Regions from separate parts of the Hordeum vulgare genome. Here region 2 is linked to region 1. The links are chromatin contacts, called in public Hi-C maps. All regions are on one chromosome and are shown on one strand. Each heading gives the region's core, a stretch centred on a gene start, on an enhancer-like site or on the middle of the called end of the contact. The rest is flanking DNA. Distances are from core to core; before and after follow the strand shown. Region 1 has its middle 47 kb from the start of LOC123439822. Region 2 holds the start of LOC123443562 (protein LNK4-like).

The links. A called contact is a pair of places that touch in the nucleus more often than the background predicts.
Region 2: a contact with region 1 is called in a Hi-C map of leaf, with 2.8 times the contacts expected there. The contact joins the promoter of LOC123443562 here to the enhancer-like site in region 1. A contact is called at or near these places in 1 of 6 Hi-C or Micro-C datasets (leaf) and 1 of 1 datasets of contacts at active chromatin or transcription factors (embryo).

What each region holds. Positions count from the first base shown.
Region 1 is chr3H:223,911,675-223,918,850 of MorexV3_pseudomolecules_assembly, reverse strand. No RefSeq gene overlaps it. Among protein-coding and RNA genes, the nearest start is that of LOC123439822, 47 kb to the right of the region's middle. Within about 2 kb of position 4,725, at least 3 of the 3 cell types and tissues checked have open chromatin away from gene starts, as enhancers often do. A contact at or near this core is called in leaf, where this site is marked.
Region 2 is chr3H:224,338,518-224,345,693 of MorexV3_pseudomolecules_assembly, reverse strand. LOC123443562 (protein LNK4-like) reads right to left here and starts at 4,447. Exons shown (of 5, transcript XM_045119984.1): 1 at 3,561-4,447; 2 at 3,172-3,442; 3 at 2,964-3,068; 4 at 2,715-2,860; 5 at 2,142-2,591. The coding sequence starts at 3,910. The coding sequence ends at 2,492.

The DNA of each region.
Region 1 (7,176 bases), core at 3,476-5,975:
CGAATGAAAGTTTATTATCGAGTGAAGGGGAATATCTTTTGAATGACTTCGTATCGAGTGACTTTTTAGTTGTCATGGTGATCGAGAAAATTGGTTATTTGCCATTTTCAATACCTGGCTTCGCAAAATTGCCACTTTCAATGTTGGCTTCTCAAAATTGCCACTCTGATCGTTGGCTCCTTGATTACCATACCACTTCTCTCTTTTTAGTGATTTCCATTTTCTTTTTTACATTTATAAGCATAAGAAAAGACCAAACTATCCCTAATTGTACATACATCTGATTATCTGTATGGAGCAGGGAAGAACAAGCTGGTGACCGCCCGACCGACCGCCCCGCCCGAGAGACACATTGACAGTCCTTTTCAGAAAGTGGAAGAATAGCAACATTATACCGTCCAGAATCAATGAATAAGGCGTCGACGAGATCGGCGGCAGACGACGTTGATGAAAGCGTCAACGAGATCAGCAGCAGACGACGTTGACGAGAGCGTCGACGAGATCGACGGCAGACGACGTTGACGAAGTGTCGACGAGATCGGCGTCACGACGTTGACGAGATCGACGGCGCACGACGTTGAAGAGATCGGCCGTTGCGTATAGGCGATTGGTGGCGGCAGCATACACGTATTCTGGGCAGCAGATGCGCGTTGTATCAATCAGGAGATCTCATCAATCAGAACGTGTAGTACGTGAACATATAATCAGAGGTAGTTTTGTATTTTCATGTGTTTATAAATGTAAAAAGATAAAAGAAAATCACTAAAAGGAGGGAAGTGGTATGGTAATCAAGGAGCCAACGATCAGAGTGGCAATTTCGCGAAGCCAACGTTGAAAGTGACAATTTTACGAAGCCATGTGTTGAAAATGACAAATTTTCTCCATGGTCATCCAGTCGGAATCTTCTCTGTGATCCTCCAGCTAATAATAAGATACCCTTAGACAGGACACTTAAGTTACGTTAGGCCTCTGTCTCTACCGTGCGTGTCTCTTTGAGCAAATCTTTGTGAAAAGAGAACGCGGCGGCGGGTATTTGGACGGAGCCTCCGATCAGCGGTGCCATTTCTCATGGTCTACCACTTCGGTTACTCCTGGGATTTCACGGCCATGCGACGACCGTAGTGGCTACTTCTGCTCCGGCTCAGACTTCACGTGAGTCCCTCAGCTCCTCCACCCCTAGCATCTCTTTTGCTCTGAGCAAAACGTTCATTCAACCATTGTCAATTTTGGGGTACGTTTACAGGCCGTATTTTATGTATCCATTCTTTCAGGTATATGATGTGATAGATGCCTGTTATTAGGTGGGTTTTTCTGCCATTTAAAAGCTCAAATAAAATTTATTGATTGTTTTTTTGTAATGGATGGTGAATAGAGGATAACAACATGCATGGTCTCGATTCAGTATTTTGTGCGCTCGCTCAATTATTGGACGGAGTCATGATGTCTATCCTTTTTCTAAGTTTATCAATTTGATAACTTAGGGAGCACACATGTTCATTCCAATACAGCTATTAGCAATAGATTCGCGAGCTTGCGTTTTCTTTTGATGTTTCCCAAAGGTGAAAAAAACAAATGTGCTTCGTTGCTTTTTGGGAGGCACACATTCAGGTTCTATTTTTGCTAGGCCAAATAAGATTTACTTACATTAAATGAGGTACAACGATGTCCTGCTATTTTACAAAGTGAACGAAAGAATATTTAGTTCAAATATGAGGGATTTCATCCCGTCTGTCCCCACTGCGGAAATGTATGGTCACAAAATAGACTCACGCTTCTGGTTAAAGTATGTTGCTTGGAAGACGTTGGATTCACACAAAGAAGTGATTGTGAGTCTTTACTGAACCACAACTTCAATAAGTTGCCTTTTACCAAGATCTTGGTTTGCAGATGCATCATTCTTCCTTTTTTCAAAATTAAAACGAGCTTCGTGATCCAACCAAAAATATATTTCATGTTCGAACTTTGTGTAAGAATTGTCCCATGTGATTCTTAATTCTTAATTCTCCTATGTGATTCTTAATTCTTAGTTCTCCCATGTTCGAACTTCGTTATCCCCTAATCATCGCTTGCAACATTGTTTTATTGATTAGGTGGAGTATTATTTTAACTGACCTGCGGCAATGTGTGATTCTACTATGTATTTGGAAAACTATCTATGCATTTTGAGACCAGTTATCTTAATGACCACGCTCACTCTAACAGCTGCCTTATTCAGGCTTATTACTCTACTTAGGTGTAAAAAGGGTCGGACAATACCTAATGTAGACACATTCCACCAGTATATCTATCTATTTTTCTATTCTGCTCTGTTTTCTCAAAATGAAGAGAACAAGAAACTTTTGTTGCATCAATTCATGGTGTTCCAGAATATTTGTATCCATGTTGGTGACCCTATGTTTTATCTGCTCTTGCGCATATTTTAGTATTCATATTTGTGGTCTCAGTTAATTAGAATGGTTTTGCCGAGTGTTTCCTTTAACAAGACGGCATAGATCAGATGCATTAATTATCAGTGCCAATTTAAAACTGCAAATCGTACTTTACATATATAATAGTACATGCTAAGATCAGATATCAATAGTACATACATAGCTCGCTTACAAATATGTATTATATAGCAGGTCCAAGTTAAAAGCCAGGTTAAATCTTGTATTCTAAATTATGTCTATATACATCTGTATGTAGTATTTAGTTGAATTTATAGAAAGACTTATATTTAGGAACAAAGAGAGTAGATAACGCCCTCACATTAGATTTCTCTTAATTAATCTCTTTTTTTCTAAATATAAGTATTTTTAGAAATTTTATTATGGATTACGTATGAGACAAAATGAATGAATTTATACTTTAAATTATGTTTATATACATCTATATCTAGGCTGTAGTGAAATCTTTTAAAAAATTTGTATTCTGAAACGAAGAGAGTATAAAATAGTCGAATCATGTGACCACACGAACCAATTAGACTCACAGCTAAACAAACATTGTACAAGACGGCACAAATAATCAACAAAGCACTACCACATACGAAGTATAAGAGCAATTTCAATGAGGCGACCCATTTCGTCTGCCGCCGTTCGTTTGGGTCGGCGTAGACAAAAATGATGACCCAACGCGTCGATCCATTGCCAAAACGCGTCCGCTTCGCGTCCGCGCCGACCCATTTCCAACCCAAATTTGGAACTGAAATGCGCCGCGGACGCACGCGCGCCCTCTCGGTGTCCGCCCCCAACCACCGCGGTCAACATTATTTATGACGGCCGGCTATATTTAATCCGAGCATGCGATGGGTTCCGCCATCTGCTTCCAGAACCCCGCCCGTCCACATCCAGCCACCTCCTCGACGACCAAGAGACAAAAACCCTAGCACCATGGTCGGCGGCTTCCCAAACAAGGGCAAGGCCCCGCTCTACCCCTGCGTCATCTCCCCGCCGTCGTCTTCCCACCGGCCTTGCGAGCGCGTGAGCGTCCCGGTGCACCAAGCGCGGTGGCACTACGAGCACCGGGTGCTGCTCCCTTACCCCGATGCCATGCTGCCGCACGGCTGGCATCTGGATCCGGAGAGGATTCCGGTGCCGGCCGTGCCGCGGTTGACGCGGGTGCATGCGGAGGAGGTGAGCCGCCGTCGTCGTCTGCTGACGGCGGAGCAGTGGCGATACCTTACGTATGCGTACGACTCCCCTAACTGGGAGGTGTGGTTCACTGTGAAGCACGAGGCGCAGCATCGTCGTGGCGTGAGGCCCTCCGTCGCCCCCCTCCTATCGTCAGCGACGAGGATCAGGAGGCTGAGGCCGCCTACCAGGCGGCGCTTGCTGCTGTTCTCCACGACAGCGAGAAGGAAGCGCGACGCAGGGCCGATGAGGAAGCGGCGTACCAGCAACAGCTCGCGGAGGCCATCGCGCTGTCGGCCGCCGCCGACTGCGTCGTGCCACCTCAACCGAAGCCCGAGCGCACGGAGCCGCGGGAAGTGTACCAGTGGACCGACGTCGTCCAGGAGTTAGTCACTGCGCTGCCCATCTGGCTGGGCGCGACACCGCAGCAGGATCAAGTGTAACTCGAGCACTAGAGGGCGCAACACCTATGGGCGGAGCGCGTCGAAGGCCTTCGGCTTATGGAGGTGGAGAAGGAGGCGGAGGAGGAACGATGGGAGGCGGAGGCGGAGTAGTGTGCCCGTGCTACTACGCTGCCACCACCACCAGCAAAGCCCGCGCCGGCAGGACAGACGATGTAGGCGCAGGCAGCTGCGCTCTAGAACTCGACGTTCCACTGGGCTAGCCCTGCGCCTACGCTGGTCGACCTCACCGGCCCCGATGACGACAACGACGCTGCCTAGGGCTGTCCTCGTAGTTTTAGGTTTTCTATTTATGTTTATTTAGTGTAATGCGGACGCGTGGACTCTCGCCGGCCTTCGTGACCGGCTTTTAATGTTTAATTATGCATTTATGTAATTTTTTCCGGACGCCGGCAAAAATAGGTCCGGCCAGCGTTGGCATGCGCTGACCCATTTACGAAAGCGGACGTTCGTATCCGCCTAGCCGACCCAAACGGACAAAACACGAACAAAATCACCATCCGTTTGGATTGACCCGTTGAAGTTTCTCTAATGAATTTAAAACGAACCGCATATTGCTATTCTGGTCCTAGATTTAGCCGATTACAACGTCTAGGAGAATGGGTCGACATACAAGTGGGCCCCGGGACGGTGCGTTAGGTAAGCTGTGCGCCAAGCAAAAGATGTCTTGGAGTCTTGAGACGATTTTCTTGTGGCTGGAGAGCGCGATCAGAGAGATGGAGAGAGATGCAATCTAAATCTAGGCTGGCGTTTTGCCACGTGGCCTTTGACACGATCCTTTTCCTCCACCCAGTCCAGCCGGAAACCAAACCACGAGCATGTTTCTCCCGGCAAAACTGGAAATAAGCGAGTGGCCCCTCGCGAGCGTGAGCTAGCTAGCAGGACCACTGTCGTACTCGTGGGTTCAGAGCTGGCATCATTTTTGGCCCCCTTGCTTGTCCGATGGATAAGCATTTATTTTCTTCATCCGAAATTACTTATTATAAAAATAGATAAAAATAGATGTATCTAGATAAATACAAATATATATATGTAAAACTAAAATACATCGAAATATATTTATTTCTACGACAATTTTTTTGAATGAAGGAAGTATTACAATGAATAACATCAGCTTTATCTTAACGAGACCAACTAGTGGTACCATAATTTTCTTTTTTGGGTGAACTATTATAAAATTCTTGATGTGGAATGAGAGACAAATCTAGCGTTTCGGGTGAACTATTATAAATTTTTTTGGGTGAACTATTATAAAATTCTTGATGTGCAACATCCATCGATTAAGATTGCGACACCAATGGAACGGGAACCCATCCAAACTGCTCATCCTCTTTTCTCTCTTAGTATCTTCTCACCTACACCCTGCCTCGCGCTGCACTTTCCTCTCTGCTGCAACCTCCTTGTAGAGAACACGACAACATCTCGTCGGAGATGAGCTATCGAGCGGCAATGGTTGCCATCCCCCAGCTCGCGAGCTAATCTTCCCACACCACTCCCGTTTTTGCTGCGTGACGAGAGACAACCAGCGATGGCGACGACGACCAGCGTGCTGCAAAACTACGATCGCTCCGCCGGTGCTTTCGACCATGGATTTCCCCAAACCGTCGGATGTGGATGTCGCAACAAGCTCTCATATATGCTCGAACCGACGTTGGGAGATGTTGCATCCGGCAATGGTTTTTGCTGGAACCGGAGATGCAACCGAAGACGCGGTCATAGTCATTTGTTACAACCGTATCTGAAGAAGCTACATCCAATTTATGCAGAGTTGCAACTCATTTACACAGGAGCTGCAACCGACGTCGACATAGGTTGACGGATGCTACAACTGTACAATGGAAATGCTTCATCCACGTTTGCGAGAGTTGCAATCAGTGACACCATTGTCGGGCGAATGCTACAACAATACAATTAAGAAGTTTCATCCATGGTTGCAAGAGCTGCAACCACTTTGAAGTTGTTACAGCCGTGTGTCGCGGTGTTGTACGGGCTCATCGTCGGCGAGGTTGCAAGTACAAGCACACATGGAGTTGCAACGAATGTCGTCTGGTTCTTTTATTGCAATCGATGGCGAGGCCAACACGAGACTTTGATCTCTCAGCGCGCGGGGAAGAAGACACGTGGCCTTCCCCGATGCGAGCTGATACGCCCTTTTTTGTTTCTTGCAGAGAATCGTAGATGAGGGGAAGGAAGAAGATGATGTAGGGTTCCAATCAGGCGGCATTGCACGATTTAATCAAGCGACTCGGGCTGACCGGCCGAAATTTCGGCCGACCTGCCGGCGCCTAGTACTGTCCTAATATAAGCAATTTCTCACATTGTCCCAGTGTCACAAAAAATGTCTTATATTAAGTTACAAACAGAGTACTATATACTTTATCATTTAACTTTCTTAATCATATCTTCCAACTCGAATTCAATATCATATATTTTTGTAGCCGTTTCAAAAGTAGCTAGCTAGTATAGATGGCTAATAAATTACTCAGTTTTTGAAATGTAGTTTGGGTGTCAATTAACCAACATAATTTTTGATATAGGAAATGTGGACATAAAAAGAAAGCATGTCTTGCACAAAATCTATGATAAGTGAATTTCTGTTTTTACTTCCTACTTCGGCATTTGTGGGAAAAAACTGGAATTCAGTCTACTATGAAATAACCATTTCATTAGGGCTTCAACAAGATCTATGATAGTAATTCCCTTGTACTAGTAATACCATGTGTATTTTTCATATCAAAATTTTATCCACCTAAATTCATACAATTGTTTTACCCCTACGTGAGAGAAAGAGTTGCTTAGTTTTTTTCATCATTGCCTCCCTCGCTTGAGTGTCGGGTATGATGCTAGATGCGGGAGGAGGGGGTTGGTGCTTCAATTGACATTCCCTGTGTATATTACTCCTTTCGTCTCAAAATTTTTGTCTTAACTTTCTCTAAAAATGGATGTATTTAAATACTAAAACTTGACTAGATACATTCACATCTAAACAAATCTAAAACAAAAAATTTAGGACGGATGAATTTTTTGGGTCAAGTTTGCATGTATTTTGTGAAGGTGTTCCTGTGGTGGAGATATAATCATATGAAACAATAGTCTTTTGACTC
Region 2 (7,176 bases), core at 3,198-5,697, 430 kb before region 1:
TAACTAAAACCTGCCAACTGTGTGCGTAACCGTGACTGTTTCCTTTAGAGTTCCTTCTCTAATCGAGAACTCGGTGGGGTTTTGAATGACGTAAGTAGGTGTTTGGGATCACTTAGTGATTATTCTTAGTCAACGAACGTCATGCGTAGACCACCATATCTTTAATTCTTTTTCCACGTAAGTTAGCCACCATAAACGCTTAGGTTGCTGCAAACTCAAACACATACCCCATCCTCATCTAATAACTTAGTTAGATTCGATACCAAGGTCATGACATTGTTGAGTCCTTGTGGCTCACAGTATACTACAACCACCCACAGGTACAGGTGAAGCAGAGGCAGGTTCATTCGACGCTATTGAGCCCAAGTGGGAGTTTGACGAGGACAGTGGCCGGATGTACGTGACGTATCCCGAGGATTAGAGGCACTTGGTCGTGATCGTGGGCCTAACAAGGCGGGATAGCATTGGCTTTTGTCGTTTATCTTGTTTGTAGTCGGACCCTGTTTTCCCATTTGAATAATGTATGACTGTGTGACTCTGTAATTTAGCTTGTGACGAGTGTAAGCCAAATTTTATTACTCTTCCATCTATTATGTATTGTAATGTTTATCCTGCTTGTGAAACGCTTAAATGCGCCACTTTCCCCTTTGGAGGCCTCGCCCCCAAATAAGGAAAGTGTCGCATCTCAGTCGTTATAGTCCGTGGATGGGTTTTGGCGTCAAGACCATTCATTTCCTTATTTTGGGTGTCGTCCACTCTAGTATCCGTCTTCCCGACCTCTCCTTGCTTTCTATGGGTGTGCTTGAGGTGTGGGTAGTGGACGTTGGTTGATAGGTGGTCAGATCCCACACAAAAGCTTCACTCAATAGTGTAAGTGCTCTCGAGAACAATTTCCTTCTTCGGAGGCATCATTGTGGGTGGCCTCCTCCTCCATACTCTAGGTGGAAACCTTTGGCCTCTCTTCGAGCCAGGCGGCGGCGGCGTTGATCGTTTCTTCTTAGAGACTTTGTCTCAATAGCTAGATCCCTATCCGTTAGGGGTTGAAGGATGGTGGTGGATGACAACCTCCTCTCTTCAGGTTGAGGGTTTTGTGGCCTCGACGCTAGTGCTCTAATGGTGGACAAGTTTGTGGAGGTGTTGTGCTATGTGTCCTTGCTATGAGACCTCGACATCGGTGTCCATGTTGGCTCTAGGGTTATGAATGTCTCCTCGTCTGACAGTGTTGAGCCCTTTTGATAGAGGGCGAGGGAGCTGGGGTGGGCTCCTTTCCACGATGGAATTGGATGGCGCTGGTTGTCGTCCTTATGGGCTGCTCGATGATCACCATCCTTTGGAGCCATGTTTTATCTTGGATTGGACCGTCGATGGTCTTCCTTGCACTGTGCACCTCTTTCTCTGATTGGTGCTTGAACGCTGGAAATGGAGTATTCTCAGGTGAGGAGCGAAGATGATAAACACAGTCGTTGCCTCCGACACTTCCCGAGCCCAAGGTCGAAGCGGAGGAGCCTGAGTCACACCGCTATGAGTGGACCGACAAGCTCCGGGAGTGGGTCTCCGCGCCTGTCGTGTGGCTCGACGCCACGCCGGAGCAGGGGACGACCCATCTCCTGCACTAGAAGACGTGCGCGCTAACGGAGGAGCGCACCCCGGCCAAGACGCAGATGAAGCTGGAGCATCATTGGTCGCTAGATGAGAAGGAGCGTCGGGGGAGAGAGGCTGAGGAGCGAGCCCGACAGCATGCGCCGGAGCCACCGGCGCTGGATGCTGCTCACGCGTGGGAGGCGTCTTTTCCCTAAGCTAGCCTAGCGCCGGAGCTCATCGACCTCACCGCCTCGGGCGAGGATGAGGACGACGACGCCTAGGACGGTCCGTGCGGTGGCGACAGCTTTTTTATATATCTATTTATGTCTTAGTTAAATTTATGTAGACTTAGGCCAGCTTTTGACCGTTGTTTTAATATTAAATTATCATTGGTTGGGCTTTATAAAAAGTTTATGTTTTTTATGTGCGCGTCACAAATTTGGGTTCATGAAAAAAGAATGACGAAGATTAACTTCCTGCGGCGCCTCCCATAGATTTATGAAGCCTACGATCTCCAAAAATCGTAGGCTTCATAAATTGTCCCAAAATGCAACAGTTGCTGGCTTACGGATCATTATGCCATTTCAATCCGAAACAAGAATGAATATTTGGAATCCAAAATGCGGTTCATAGTCTTACTGTAACTAACAGTACACATATCATCATTCTTCTGCCGGCAAAAAATGACAAAGAGATCAAGTCATTATACATGATCAACCTGTACCATGCCGGCTCTCTCTACTTGCAAGCTCAGAACAAAATGTCCTAGCAACCTATGTAGTACATTTACATCTCTACATTAAGCAAAATGACGAGGATGCGGACGGAAGTACTTTCGAACGCTAAGCCTCCTCCTTCACCTTTGATGATCCAGCCAGGCATGGATGACTCAGGATCATCAGCGCAGCATTCATTCCCGTGTAGCTGAGCCAGCAGGCTTGAACGCGAGGATCGCCACAGTTCTGTCTATTGCGTTCGTCTCCCGTTCTGCACGGTCTGATGTTGAGGTGCTGAAATTGTCCAGTGAGAACCATTAGGATTAGCAACACATTCAGACTACAGAAAAACTGGGCCGTACTAGTATCAGGAAGCATAACATGGTAAAAAATCTATAATTGCTCCAGACTCTGTACCTAGATTCAGTGCCCTCTGATTGCTGAAAACTTTGCTCGTTTGAGCAAGTGACTGTTCCTCCATTTGCAGCAGTGCACTGCGCTTCTGAGCTTTCAGCCAGCCTGTAGAAAGCGTCACGGAGGCATACACGTGTCTTCTTTGTCAGCTTCAGAAGAAGATGTTTCATAGTTACAGACATGTAAAGATGCAAAGGTTACATGAACTAGCTGGACGTGCCAAAATGGTGACCCCTCTTCTGGTGGACATACCTGAAACATGACATCTTCGAGCTCCTCAAGCACTGCTACTTCCCCATTCGAGGAGCTCTCAATCTCAGCCACTGACCTGCTCCTCTTCATGGTGCTCACCTCAGCCTGCAATTTAATATATAAAAAATAGTTCAAGTCAGATAAGTAGTTTATTCAGTAACTATAGATCCTTGGACAAACAATCTTGTGCACTGGAAAAAGATTATACCTTGTCCTGGGAGGCACTTAGTAGTGTTCGTAAGCTCCCATCAGCGCTGCTAGGATCATTTTGCAAGTCATGGCTGAACAAAGGAAAGCCGCAAGTATCCATGGTGTCCATTTCATTATGACCCGGATTTGCTTCTTGATTTTGGGAATCGGTTAATACTCCACTCAGCATGTTCTCATAGGACAGCAGCCTGTGCATGGAGCCAGGGAACATATCAAGTGCCTGAAATGGCGCATCCATCATCCTCATTTCATCATCCGAAAATTGACTCCTGAAAAAGGTTTTGGACAGATGGGTTTACAACCATGCATAAGACCTACAGCGATCACTCGCACATTACTTTCTATATGAGGCTTTAGTAAAGCACTGCACTAGTGTTGTGTACATACAAGAAGATGTCGTTCGTTTCCTTGGTGTGCTGTAGCTCCAACTGTGCTGGCCCCTCAGATTGATCTTCCGAAGGCCCTGTGCTACAATCTGAAGATGCAACTCTGGCACGCGCTGAAGACCTCTCCTGTTGGCTGCTCCTCTCATGTTCATCGGCGTGGTCGAAACATTGTTCGACTCCATTCTCAGGCTCATGTGAGTATATGCTTGTTGTGTTGAAATCATCAGACATCCTTGAATTCCACTGCGTCCAGTAATTCCCTTGCTCTGTCTTTTGATTCTCAACGAGTTCATCGCCAGATGGGAAGATGCTTCCACATTCTGGCAGGATATAACACGACATGCTACTCATCTGAAGAGGTATGACACTATTAAAACATCAACCAAACTACATGTATGTCAGACAAGCAAATTTTGTATTCATGGGTGACTAGTGGAGTTATGATTCATCGATTCAGGATTTCTTTTAATCCAGGGTTAAGCAGTTTGCAAATACCCGAGCAGAAAGGGACAAGTAATCAAATCTAAGCATCAAAAACGATTTCTGTTTCTTTCAAAGCTAAGCGAAAGGCAGAACTTTTTACAGGGCTGCTGCTACTCGTATCATACACTCTGACCGATTAATAAATTCCGTGCACACGAGTTATTAATTTTCTGGTCTTGAAAAGCAAATCACGACAATAGTGAAACGGAAGTATCACAGATCTCATGATGCCCTGAGCCCAATGAAGAAAGATCAAATCCGAAAACTAGCTAGTTCTTTTATTTATTTTTCTTTCGGCCACACATATACAAGAACAGTTGAAGAACACAAAGCTAGCTACCGGCAGAAGTAGAAAAAGAACTAGCCTTACGAACGAAATCTCACAGGGAGAGCAAAGAGTACATCAATTGAGGGGAGAACAAATCTACAGAGGAAGCACAAACCTCGGGGGAGGGGGGGGGGGGGGGGGGGGACGGCGGGGGGGGGGGGGGGGGGGGCGCTGTTCTTGTGGACGCGACGAAGCGTCTAGGCGGCTGCTGCTGCTTATAATTGTGGTGGAAGGGGAGAAGAGGAAATGAGGAGGGGATTCCTCTACTTAACGACCAAAGCGACACAATGACGGGCGGGCCAGACGAACGGATGGGGCCCGCCGGTCAGTGCTATGGTGGGGCCGGGCTGGTGAGGTGTGAGCAGATGGGCCAAGCAAAAGGTTGAGTGGAGGCGGAAACGTGTGGCTGGAGAGGGTGCTTATCTAAATCAAGGCTGCCGCTGCGCCACGTCGGCCCTAAGGATCCTTTACTCAAATATTGCGCTCTATCCTCCCACCTTATTTGCCTCCGTACCCGGAAAACACCCCTGCCTAACTAGTATTTCGCCTCAGCCCTTAAACTTGCCAACCATCACTACAACCGCAGCTGGGAGCATCTCCACGGACGGGTTGCCACCTAAGAGCATCTCTCGTAGAGCCCTCAAACTCCCAAACCCTTAAAAATAATATTTTTTTCAGTTTTCGTTTGAAAAACGGCGTAGACTAGAACCCTTAAACCCTTAAACCCGTAAATATTTTTAAAGGTCCGACCCTCAAACGCCATCGCAGCATGTAGAAGTGAGGGTTGGGGGGAGTTTCTCCCCCCAACCTGCACTCCATTTCCTCGCGAGCGCGGGAGGAAGTTTCAGCTTCCTTCCATCCCTCCGCAGCGCCGCCGCCGCTCCGCTCCGCCGCCCCTCCCTCGATCCGCCGCCGCCCCGCCCCAGCCGCCCTCCGCCGCCTGCGCCCCGCCCCGGCCGCCCTCTGCCGCCGCCGGCCCGCCCTCCGCCGCCTGCCCCGTTCGCATCGCGCGGCCGTCCCTCCGCCGCCACGCCCCGCCCCGGCCGCCCTCTGCCGCCGCCGCCCCGGCCGTCCCTCCGCCGCCACGCCCCGGTCGTCCCTCCGCCGCCGCCCTGTCCACGCCTGCCTCCGCAGCGCCTCCGCCCCGCCCTCCGCAGCCCGTCCACGCCGGCCCTCCGCAGCGCCTCCGCCCCGGCCGGCCCTCCGCTCCGCCGCCCCGTGCCGGCCGCCCCTCCCAGCGCCGCCGCCCCGTCCCGGCCAACCCTCTGCAGGTTCGAATTTTTGCTTTTTTCTTCATTTCTGGGGATGCTCCAGCTTGCAACTACAAAATCATGAACAATGAGTATTCAATGGGATACTATCTCACCGATGGCATCTATCCCGCATGGGCAACTCTTGTGAAGTCCATCAAGGAGAAAAATGGGGTGCCCTTAACAAGAAAAGAGGCTCATTTCACCAAGGCACAAGAGGCAGCCCGCAAAGATATTGAGAGAGCTTTTGGTGTTTTACAAGCAAGGGTTGCCATAGTTCGGGGTCCAGCTCAGTTTTGGGACAAGAAAACCTTGGTGAACATCATGAAATGTTGTGTGATTCTACACAACATGATCTTAGAGGATGAGAGAGGGTTAAACCTCCCTTGTTTCTATGACAATGTTGGTACGTGTGTGCAACCGGAAAGAAACCCTTCTCGCATACACGCCTTTCTTGAAGCACATCGTGAGATTGAGGATGCAACCACTCATGGTCGTCTCCGGGATGGTCTAGTAGAGCACCACTGGCAGTTGGATGGGCGGCGTATTGGCCCATGATGTATCTTTGTTTTACTTTTCTATGTCCTATTTGATTCGAACAATTGTTGTAATTTGCTCAAACATTGTTTTATGTTGTAATTTGCTCAAACATTGTTGTAATAATTTGAATGATTATTGTTTTATTCGGTGCTGTAATAATAACTAGAATGATTATTGTTTTATGTCAAATGTGATTGAATTTGTGATATGTCATATGATGAAATGTGATGAAATGTGTGATATATGAAATGACAGTTGTAAGGTTTGGGGTTGGGGTAAAGAGTAGAACCCTCAAACCCAACCCTTATAACGGAATATTCCGTTATAAGGGTTGGGTTTGAGGGTTCTAGTCTTTGCCCTTGTTTTTCAACCCTTAAAAGTGTCAAAAATGGGCAATTCTCAACCCTTAAAACTGATTTTACATTTAAGGGTTTGAGGGTTCTACTAGAGATGCTCTAAGAGCATCACCAATAGCCTTTATATATTACTAGCAAAAGAGCCCGTGCGTTGCAACGCAAGAGAAAATAACACACGCTCTGAACGTAATATATTTTCACATGATAACACATTTGTGTTGCCGATGATGACATTAGTGCTCATACAACGAAAATGCGTTTGAATGTACAATCACTCGAAATAAGATGATAAATATGTTGTTTCTCCTCATGAGGTTTTCTAAAGGTGTGCATGTGTGGTTAACGATGGTTTTCTTTCCTTTCAATTTGGTTTTAATTTAATGGATGTTTATTGCAATTCGTATCGTCGTTGGAAAGAGAGAAAAAAAAGGATTGTGCACTACAAATTAAGTTTGCATCAAAAATAATATTTAATAAGTATTGAACAGCTAAAAATAACATCCTATTTAGATTCTACATTTTTTTAATCAAATTTCATATATAACATGTTAAAATCGGAGTTACGGTTTAAAAAATATGAATACTTTTGTTTTAGATAAAATGTGGACTGATTAACTGAAAAGTTGGGGTTTTTTTGTTAAAACAAAAAAAACGTTTTGA